2 separate regions of the Mus musculus genome follow, and region 2 is linked to region 1. A link is a contact called in public HiChIP or PLAC-seq data. All regions are on one chromosome and are shown on one strand. The core of a region is the stretch at or near the end of the contact, and the rest is flanking DNA. Distances in the headings are between cores, read along the strand shown.

Region 1 (3,840 bases), core at 408-2,907:
CCACCCTGTTTATAACTATTAAATATACACAGAATATAGGCCTCGGTCTTCTTGTCATTAATTAAATTATTTTGAGGTCTGATCAAAGCACAGTTCTGTTTTTTAAAGGGTCTATCATTTAGAGTTACAGATTAAGACACAGACGAAATGAGATAAGTATTGGAATAATTATGGGTGAGAAGAAGCAGATGATATAGTCAAACAAGACTGGCTATGTGTTGAAAATGAGCTAAGTCAGGGATTATCAGGCATTTAAATGTGCTTCAACTCTTCCACTTTTCAAAAGGTGTATTTTTTAGGGACTGGGGACATGGCTCAGTTGGTAACGTGCTCAGTTCAGATTCCATCACTGTGTCAAAGTCAGGCATGGCGGTAGATGTTTGTTATTATAGATGTGGGGTGGGGGTAGGGTGGGATGGGGGGCTAGTTTATAGAGCTTATTGGCCAGCTGACTACCTGCATTGCTGAGCTCCAGGTTTGGAGAGAGCATAAAATAGAAAGCAGCGGAGGGAGACAAGTGACATTGCCTCTGTCCTCCACATACCACAGGTGAGCACATGTCTGCGTGCAAACCATGCACACACCCATGGGGACGTGTAGACACACCACACCACGCCATACTTCTTAATAACTTGAAAAATATTTTTATTGGTATATGTGTGTGTGTGCGTGCGTGCGTGCGTGCATATGCATGTATGATGCCCACGAACAAGTGTATGTGGAAGGCACAGTGTATACTGAGCTGTTTTCTGTCCTGTGAGTGTGATGTCAGTGTTCATCACTCCTCGGGTGCTGGGCTGTTGTTGTACAGGGGCCTTATTTCCCAGTGGAGGAGATTAAGGCTCACTGAGGACCCAGAGTCTTCCTGGAACCCAGCAGGGCATGTGAGGGAGGCTGAACCCAAGGCAGCAACAGTGGCTCTCCTGTGTCTCTCTGCCTAGTGCCACCTCCAGGTGACCCTATGGCTTCCTGGGCAGCAATAGCTTCATGTGGAGAAATCAGCACACTTGCGGGCTCAGCAGTCCTCTGATCGTGGTGTTTGGAGCCCAAAAGGGAAGGGGACTTAACCACCCTGAGCAGCCCACCCACCGCATGCCTCAGCAGGCTTTCCCCCAACATGGGAATGACTGATTGATTCCGGGAGACAAGCCGGCTGGTTCACATTGCCCGAGGAGATTTTCCTTATTGTCTTGTTTTGGGTTGTTGTTGTTTTCCCATTGGCTGGAAATTTAGAACATGCCACTCTAGGGCAAAGAATTCTCAGAACTCTACCCAGTGATTGCTAAGCTAATTTGCTGTCATAGCAACTTTAGAGTTTGCTCCACCTCCTCTCTTTTCCTGGAGACAGGTTAGTCTCAAACTCAGTACCCTCGAGCCTCAGTCCCTTGAGTGCAGGGATTGCAACCCCCAGATACCACCACATCTCTAAGCGGCCTCTGAATTTTACAGCCTCGCTTTACCTGAGGCTCACACACACCTGTGAGGACAACAGCCACTGTTGTCATCTGAAAGTAGACAACAGCGGCGTGAATGAGTCAAGGTCTCAGCCAGGTTTTACAGAGTTAGGGAGGGAGATAGAAGACAGTAGGTCCCTAGACGGCAGTTCAGTGCTTGCTTCTGGCAAATGCTAGTCTGCAATGCGCCACCTAGTGGCAGGATTCACATACAGGCTCAAGTGCGCCTCATTAGAATGACTTCAATCTACATGTGGACAGGAACACAGCGTCTTCTGTCTTGTCACTCTGCTGACCTTTACGCTGAGTCCACTGTTGAGCTAGAAACTGAGTCGCTCTTTCACGTTGCTGTCCACAGGAAGGAAGAAAGGAAGGGTAGGGCAAGCAATGTCCACTGAAAACAAACAGTGCATTCGGGTAGCTACAGCATCCCCTCTGCTGATAGCCCTCAGACCAGTGCTGGTCAGGCAGTGCATGCATAGCCAGGGCTTAGAATGAGCTCAGATGAAAGGTAGTCAAGAGCCGGGCGTGGTGGCACATGCCTTTAATCCCAGAACTTGGGAGGCAGAGGCAGGTGGATTTCTGAGTTTGAGGCCAGCCTGGTCTACAAAGTGAGTTCCAGGACAGCCAGAGCTATACAGAGAAACCCTGTCTCAAACAACAACAACAACAACAGCAACAACAACAACAACAACAACAACGAAAGGAAGGAAGGAAGGAAGGAAGGAAGGAAGAAAGAAAGAAAGAAAGAAAGAAAGAAAGAAAGTAAGTTAGTTAAGAAGGAAACTTACTTAGAAGAGGAGGACATCTTCTGTGCTGACGCAGTGTCTGGTCCAGTTACACATGACCCACCCACCCCTCCACACAGCTGGTTCTGTCCAGATCCTGTGCGATCTTGTCCATCCAGCCCACATCCAGGCTCCTCTTGGTCTGGAATCCTCGACCCCAGAGGCAAACTGGTCCACCTCTTTCTTTCTAGTCTGCTTCTCAGTGACAAGGAAGGCACTAGTGGGATAGGGCAAGGGAGCCTTGGATATTAAAGTTTTGTCTCCACAGGATCCCTGGGGACCCGAGGTCCATGCCCACACTGTCTTCTAGCCACAAGAGTGACTTCTTTGCCTGCAGGATTGGGTTAGAGTCATTCCATCACAGCTAACTTCCAGTCTACATAAGACGTTTCTTCCTGCAAATGGTCTGTAACTTACACAAACCACTTTGTGGGTCAGAATCTAGCTAGTCACACGTAACTGCAGTGGGTTCTGGGAAGTATACTTTCTAATCTGCAGGTCATACACCCAGCTGTCCTTAGTAAAGGGTTTCATTGATTAAGAGAGGAAGGGAAGAAGTAGTGAGGTACAGTTCAGCGTTTGTGCCCCCTCTAGCCTGGGATGTAATTCCCTGTAATCTTTACTGTCCAGAAACGAGGCATTTTCTGTATCTCAGAATCCTGCCACCAGCCCAGACGTCATAAGAGCATTCATTGGAATGCTATCCTTTCTTTAGGTTGGGCACTGAAACGAAGGGTCCCACTAGTCCAGATCATTGGTAGCTATAACAACAGACTGCCTGTCATTTATCCGGCTTCCATTTTGTGCTAATTACTCTTTGAAATGATCTCCATTGGCTCAATCTTCACAGCCCCCCTGGGGGCACGTATTCAGACAACTCTGTTCTCTGTCAGGAGAGGCTTCTAAAGGCCAAAATTTAGGGACCTTTCTCACCACCTCTCTAATTCCCCAGGTTTGCTCCGACCCAGTCCCTTAGGAAGAAGGTGAGAAGGTGGTCTTTTGCAATGCGCAAGGACACCCGTGAGCATGCTAAGCAGCTCAATTAACTCTGAGTTTGTTGTAGGATCAGTATGTCGTGGAAAGTAGAACTCTCCGAAGAAGAGAACATGTGCATCTGGGAGATCAGGGAGCTGCCTGGAATCAGAAGCCCGGATTTGACCTTTGCCCACATTTATTTCTGTCTCCCACACTAAATATTACTATTGGGCATGTGCGTTCTGTGCTCTCTCACTAGCATAGTCATAAACACAGTTAACTTAAAAACAAATACAGAAGTGTGTTTGGCTTATTAGACATCCTTGCTTAATGGAATGCATGACCCCCCAAAGCCAGGAAGCAGACGCCTGCCTGCTTCCTGCCCTGCCACCATCCCCAGGCTCATAGGGGAGAGGGAGGTGTGACCATTCTGTGGCAGTAGCATTTTGCACCAGGCCAGGGTGTGTGATTCTGCAGCAGTTGGGAAGGTGCTGGCTGGACCCATCTCAGGCAGCAGGAACATTCTGGCAGCCAATTACAAATCCTCTCTCAGAGCTGGGAGAAGGTGCGATCACTTCTCCAGGCTCCCCTGGGATCTCTTTTCCAGTGTGCAGAATGGGCCT
Region 2 (3,840 bases), core at 425-2,924, 240 kb after region 1:
ACTTAACTGTGTAACAACCCCGTGCGGCTTTGTTGATTAGGAAGCTAAGGCAGGAGAAATCAAGCAGCTTATTCTAGATCATGGAGGGGTTGGAGGTCAGAGACTGAGGGCAGTTACGATCTTACTTCACACACCCTGTTCTCAATCATGACCAGTAACTTTTTCAGTTATACCATCATTCAAGTCCATACCTTTTATGTAAAGTTAGTGTTCTATCTGGTAGGCGAAGGGGAAACAGAAATTAAACCTGGCACAGAGATGTACTGAAGCTAGTAAAGCGCATATGCCCCAGTACCAAAAGTGTCAGTTCAGCAATTTATAAAACGCACTGTCGGTCTGCTCCTTCTGGTCCCAAGTAACTGAGGGTTATAAATGCGTCAATAAATAGAACCACACATAAGAAGCGCCTCAGTTCTGTACATTTTGGAGTGCTAACAGACATCACAGCAGGATTGTGGGTAGAGCAAACATCTTTTTTAAAAAAAAGGTGTGTGTGGACAACTTGGTGACGTCTGTCCTTACCGACCCCTTTCATGTGGGTCCTGGGGATCAAACTCAAATCATCAGCCTTGTCCAACAAGCACACTTAACCAACGAGTCATCTTGCCAGCCCAAGTGAAAACTTCCTTTTTAGCTGTGCTGAGTAGAGGTTAGGTGCAGCCTTCCCTGAAACCTAGTAAGTTCTACTATTAGAAGTCTGGTTTTTAGTGTGTATCTGGCAAGGTAATGCACACATCGAAAATGAACACAGAACAGTACTGATATTCTTTTGTTTGATTTGTACATTACTATTGTTAATATCATTTCTTTGGTCACAGCTTTAAAAAAGAATGTTACAATTCCCCTTTCTATAATACATACATGCATGTGCAAGCACAGACAAACACAAATTCAACTATAAAATGGTACACTCTACTCCAATTTCTAAAAGAGTATTAAAACGCTGTGGACCTAGACCACGCTGTCCTTGTATTTCCAGGCTACCTCACACTGTCTATCACATAGGGATGGCAGTGTAAGCGCACAGATGTACAGAAGCTTGTGCCTGCTTGGTGAGAATAACTAAAAACGGGTAAGCTAGTGCTAAGCCACAAAGTAGAGCTCATTTCATTCAGTCAGTCTTCGGAGAATTTTGAATGTCTCTCTCATTCTAGACACTGATCGAGGCATAGGAGTTTTTGGAATACAAAAGACATTCTTCTAACAAGAAATGTATGAAGATTTATGAAAATAAGTCTTAAAAACTCAAAAAGATTTTCAAAGTGTTCATCGAGCTTTGATTTTTAACAGTATAATATTATATGACTCTTTTTATTTGAAAAAAAAAATGCCAGGAACAAAAAAGATGGAGGCTAAGCTGCCTTTTGAACTTCATATACACTATTAAGGTTAAATCAAGGTCACAAGAAACACACATGGTTTAGGTAAAAGAAGCAAGAACATTAAAAATTACTCTGAAAGATGTGTTAGATTTTAAGACTAGATCAGCAATTTTCCTGGGATTATAAACTCTGTTCAAACATACCACTTAATCTTTGTTTCAGGTTCCTGTTCTATAAAAGAGGGTCCATTTTCCTGAGGGGGGGAGGGGGAGTGGTTGAGGGCAAAGGAGGATGCAGTGTGGTTTAACGGTTTCCTGACTTTAAAGTCCTCTCAAAGCACAGTGTTTTCATTGCAGACATGTGATGGAGAGTCGGTAGCACAGGACTGTTGCTAGGGCAGCTCACCACAGTTCTATTCACTCTCATGCAGCTCCTTGGCTGATGCATGGTGAAGGAAGCCAGAGCCAGTATCTCTTCCTTATCTCCCAAGCATCCCAGTCCTGAGGATGTGTGGCAGGTCCACACACTAGTGATGAGCTTGGTTAGACAACCACATTCTGCCATGGCACTGAGCTTGGTTAGACAACTAGGTTCTGCCATGGCACTCCCCTTTTGTTTCTTAAATGATCTCAAACTTATTGGCCTTGGGACTTAACTCTAAAGTCTGGCATGTCTGGCTTAAAAGCAGTGCTTCCAAACACAGATTAAAGCACAATTAGATAAAGACTAAAACCTAAAAGAAGCAATTTTTAAATGTGGTATATTTACTCATTACCCTTTCTTAAGTCTTTTTCTACCTTCACTCAGATTAGAGCAAAGTCTTGGCTTCCAGAAGCATTTTCTCTGAAGAGTCATAGGCTTGTGGAAAGACTGTGTTTTCCACTTCTCGAGTTGAACAACTCACACTGGACTCACAAAACAGCTAAGGCCTGTCACCATCTGGCAGCTGTATGATGGCCTGTGTAAAATGAACTGCTAGTCACAGTTGAGCTCCCGTTTGACAGATGTCCACTTCACAAAGAGAGTAACACACTCAGCAGCCTGGTTGGCGAGGAGTGGGGACTGGGCCTGGAAATGGCACTTACTTTTCTCTGCCTAACTGGGTTGCTTAGTAAAAGACCAAGTGACACTGCAGTAGGACAGAGGGCACGCAGCAGGTAATGTGGCAAGAGCTCCCAGTCAAAGTTTACCTTCTCCCAGGAACCCTGTGCTGCTGTTTGTTTGTTTATTACTTGTTTTAATCAGGCTGTGTGAATTGAGCTACACATGGTTGCCCTCTAAGGCCACTGTTAAAACACATCAGCTTCCCTCAGGATCGATGGAGATTGTAACTGCCCACAAACCTCTCCTCCCCTTTCATTACAGTATGGGGGAAATGTTTTGGAAACAGCAGGAGCTAAAAGATCTCCTTATCCTGTCCTGGGTTAATCAGTATCATCACCAAAGTGAACAAGTTACTTAAGGAGTCGGAAAGAGAAAGGACAAAATGGCCCTTCACTATAAAATGTAATTCCTTATTGAGTATTTTACAAAAGACTTTAAAATATATACAAATAAACAAACCCCCCAAAGTCCAGTTTTGTTTTGTCCCACTGAAGCATGTTGCTCAGTGTCAACACTGAAGCTGGATGCTCCCTGTCTCTATTAGGAGCAGGGAGAAGGACAATGTGCCTGGAGGGCAGCAGTGGTGTGCACAATGTAGTTGTTCTTTCACTGGTTACTCTCAATGCAGTCAAGCATGTGGGTTATATTTTCTTTTAAATAAACCCATATTCTGTTGCTAAACATTCTCACAGACATAAAGAAAACAAATACCAAACTAAGCTGATTTAAAGAAGAACCTTCAAAAGTCCTGTGGAAAGTGAGAATGATTAGCCATATTCACTTTCTTATGCAGCCATGCTCATGTACACGTGTGTGTGTGTGTGTGTGTGTGTGAAATATGGCAACAGGACCAATTCCGAATTACTAGCATTTATCATAATATTTTCCTAGTAAACACAATTTAAATCTTTCTGGAAGGGATACATGTATTAGATAATATATGTTTTAGAGAAATGTATCTATCAAAACTGTTAACACATTTACTTCCTTTTCAGTGTTGTGGTTCCTGTAAGAATTTTCTTCCCCCAAAACGAGGTCTCTGAAAACAGTGTTGGTTCTGGGTAGGGAGAAGGGGCTAAGAAACAAACTAGCCTCTCAGTGAGATGACTTCTCATTACTGACATAGTTCTTAGAGATTCCTGCCACCCAAGTCAGTGAACCTCCTCTACTGCAGAGAACACAGATGTAAAACCAACTGCTGTCTTCAAAAGTAGACAATAGCTGGCAGCAAGAGAGGTGTGCAACAGCTAACCAAGTAACTGGCATAAGCAACGAAACGTGGTTCAGAAGGAACGTGTTGCTGAGAGTTCAGTTGTAATGTCAATTTTGAACAAACCATAAAGTCAGCATGTAAATGATAAAAATTTAAACCTGAAAATCCTCAGAAAATATTAAATAATATTAAACAGTCCAA

What was found. HiChIP or PLAC-seq counts read pairs in DNA pulled down with a chosen protein or histone mark.
Region 2: an H3K4me3 HiChIP or PLAC-seq map of bone marrow-derived macrophages shows a contact between it and region 1, with 2.6 times the contacts expected there. The contact joins two enhancer-like sites. A contact is called at or near these places in 2 of 484 Hi-C or Micro-C datasets (CD4 T cells and peritoneal macrophages) and 1 of 115 datasets of contacts at active chromatin or transcription factors (bone marrow-derived macrophages).

What each region holds. Positions count from the first base shown.
Region 1 is chr2:6,467,709-6,471,548 of GRCm38.p6, forward strand. All of the region lies in intron 1 of Gm13391 (a long non-coding RNA gene), which reads left to right. Among named protein-coding and RNA genes, the nearest start is that of Gm13391, 3.6 kb to the left of the region's middle. Within about 2 kb of position 1,658, at least 10 of the 459 cell types and tissues checked have an H3K27ac peak or open chromatin away from gene starts, as enhancers often do. A contact at or near this core is called in bone marrow-derived macrophages, where this site is marked.
Region 2 is chr2:6,705,822-6,709,661 of GRCm38.p6, forward strand. The region is part of intron 2 of Celf2 (CUGBP, Elav-like family member 2); the gene reads right to left. Among named protein-coding and RNA genes, the nearest start is that of Celf2, 180 kb to the right of the region's middle. Within about 2 kb of position 1,675, at least 128 of the 459 cell types and tissues checked have an H3K27ac peak or open chromatin away from gene starts, as enhancers often do. A contact at or near this core is called in bone marrow-derived macrophages, where this site is marked.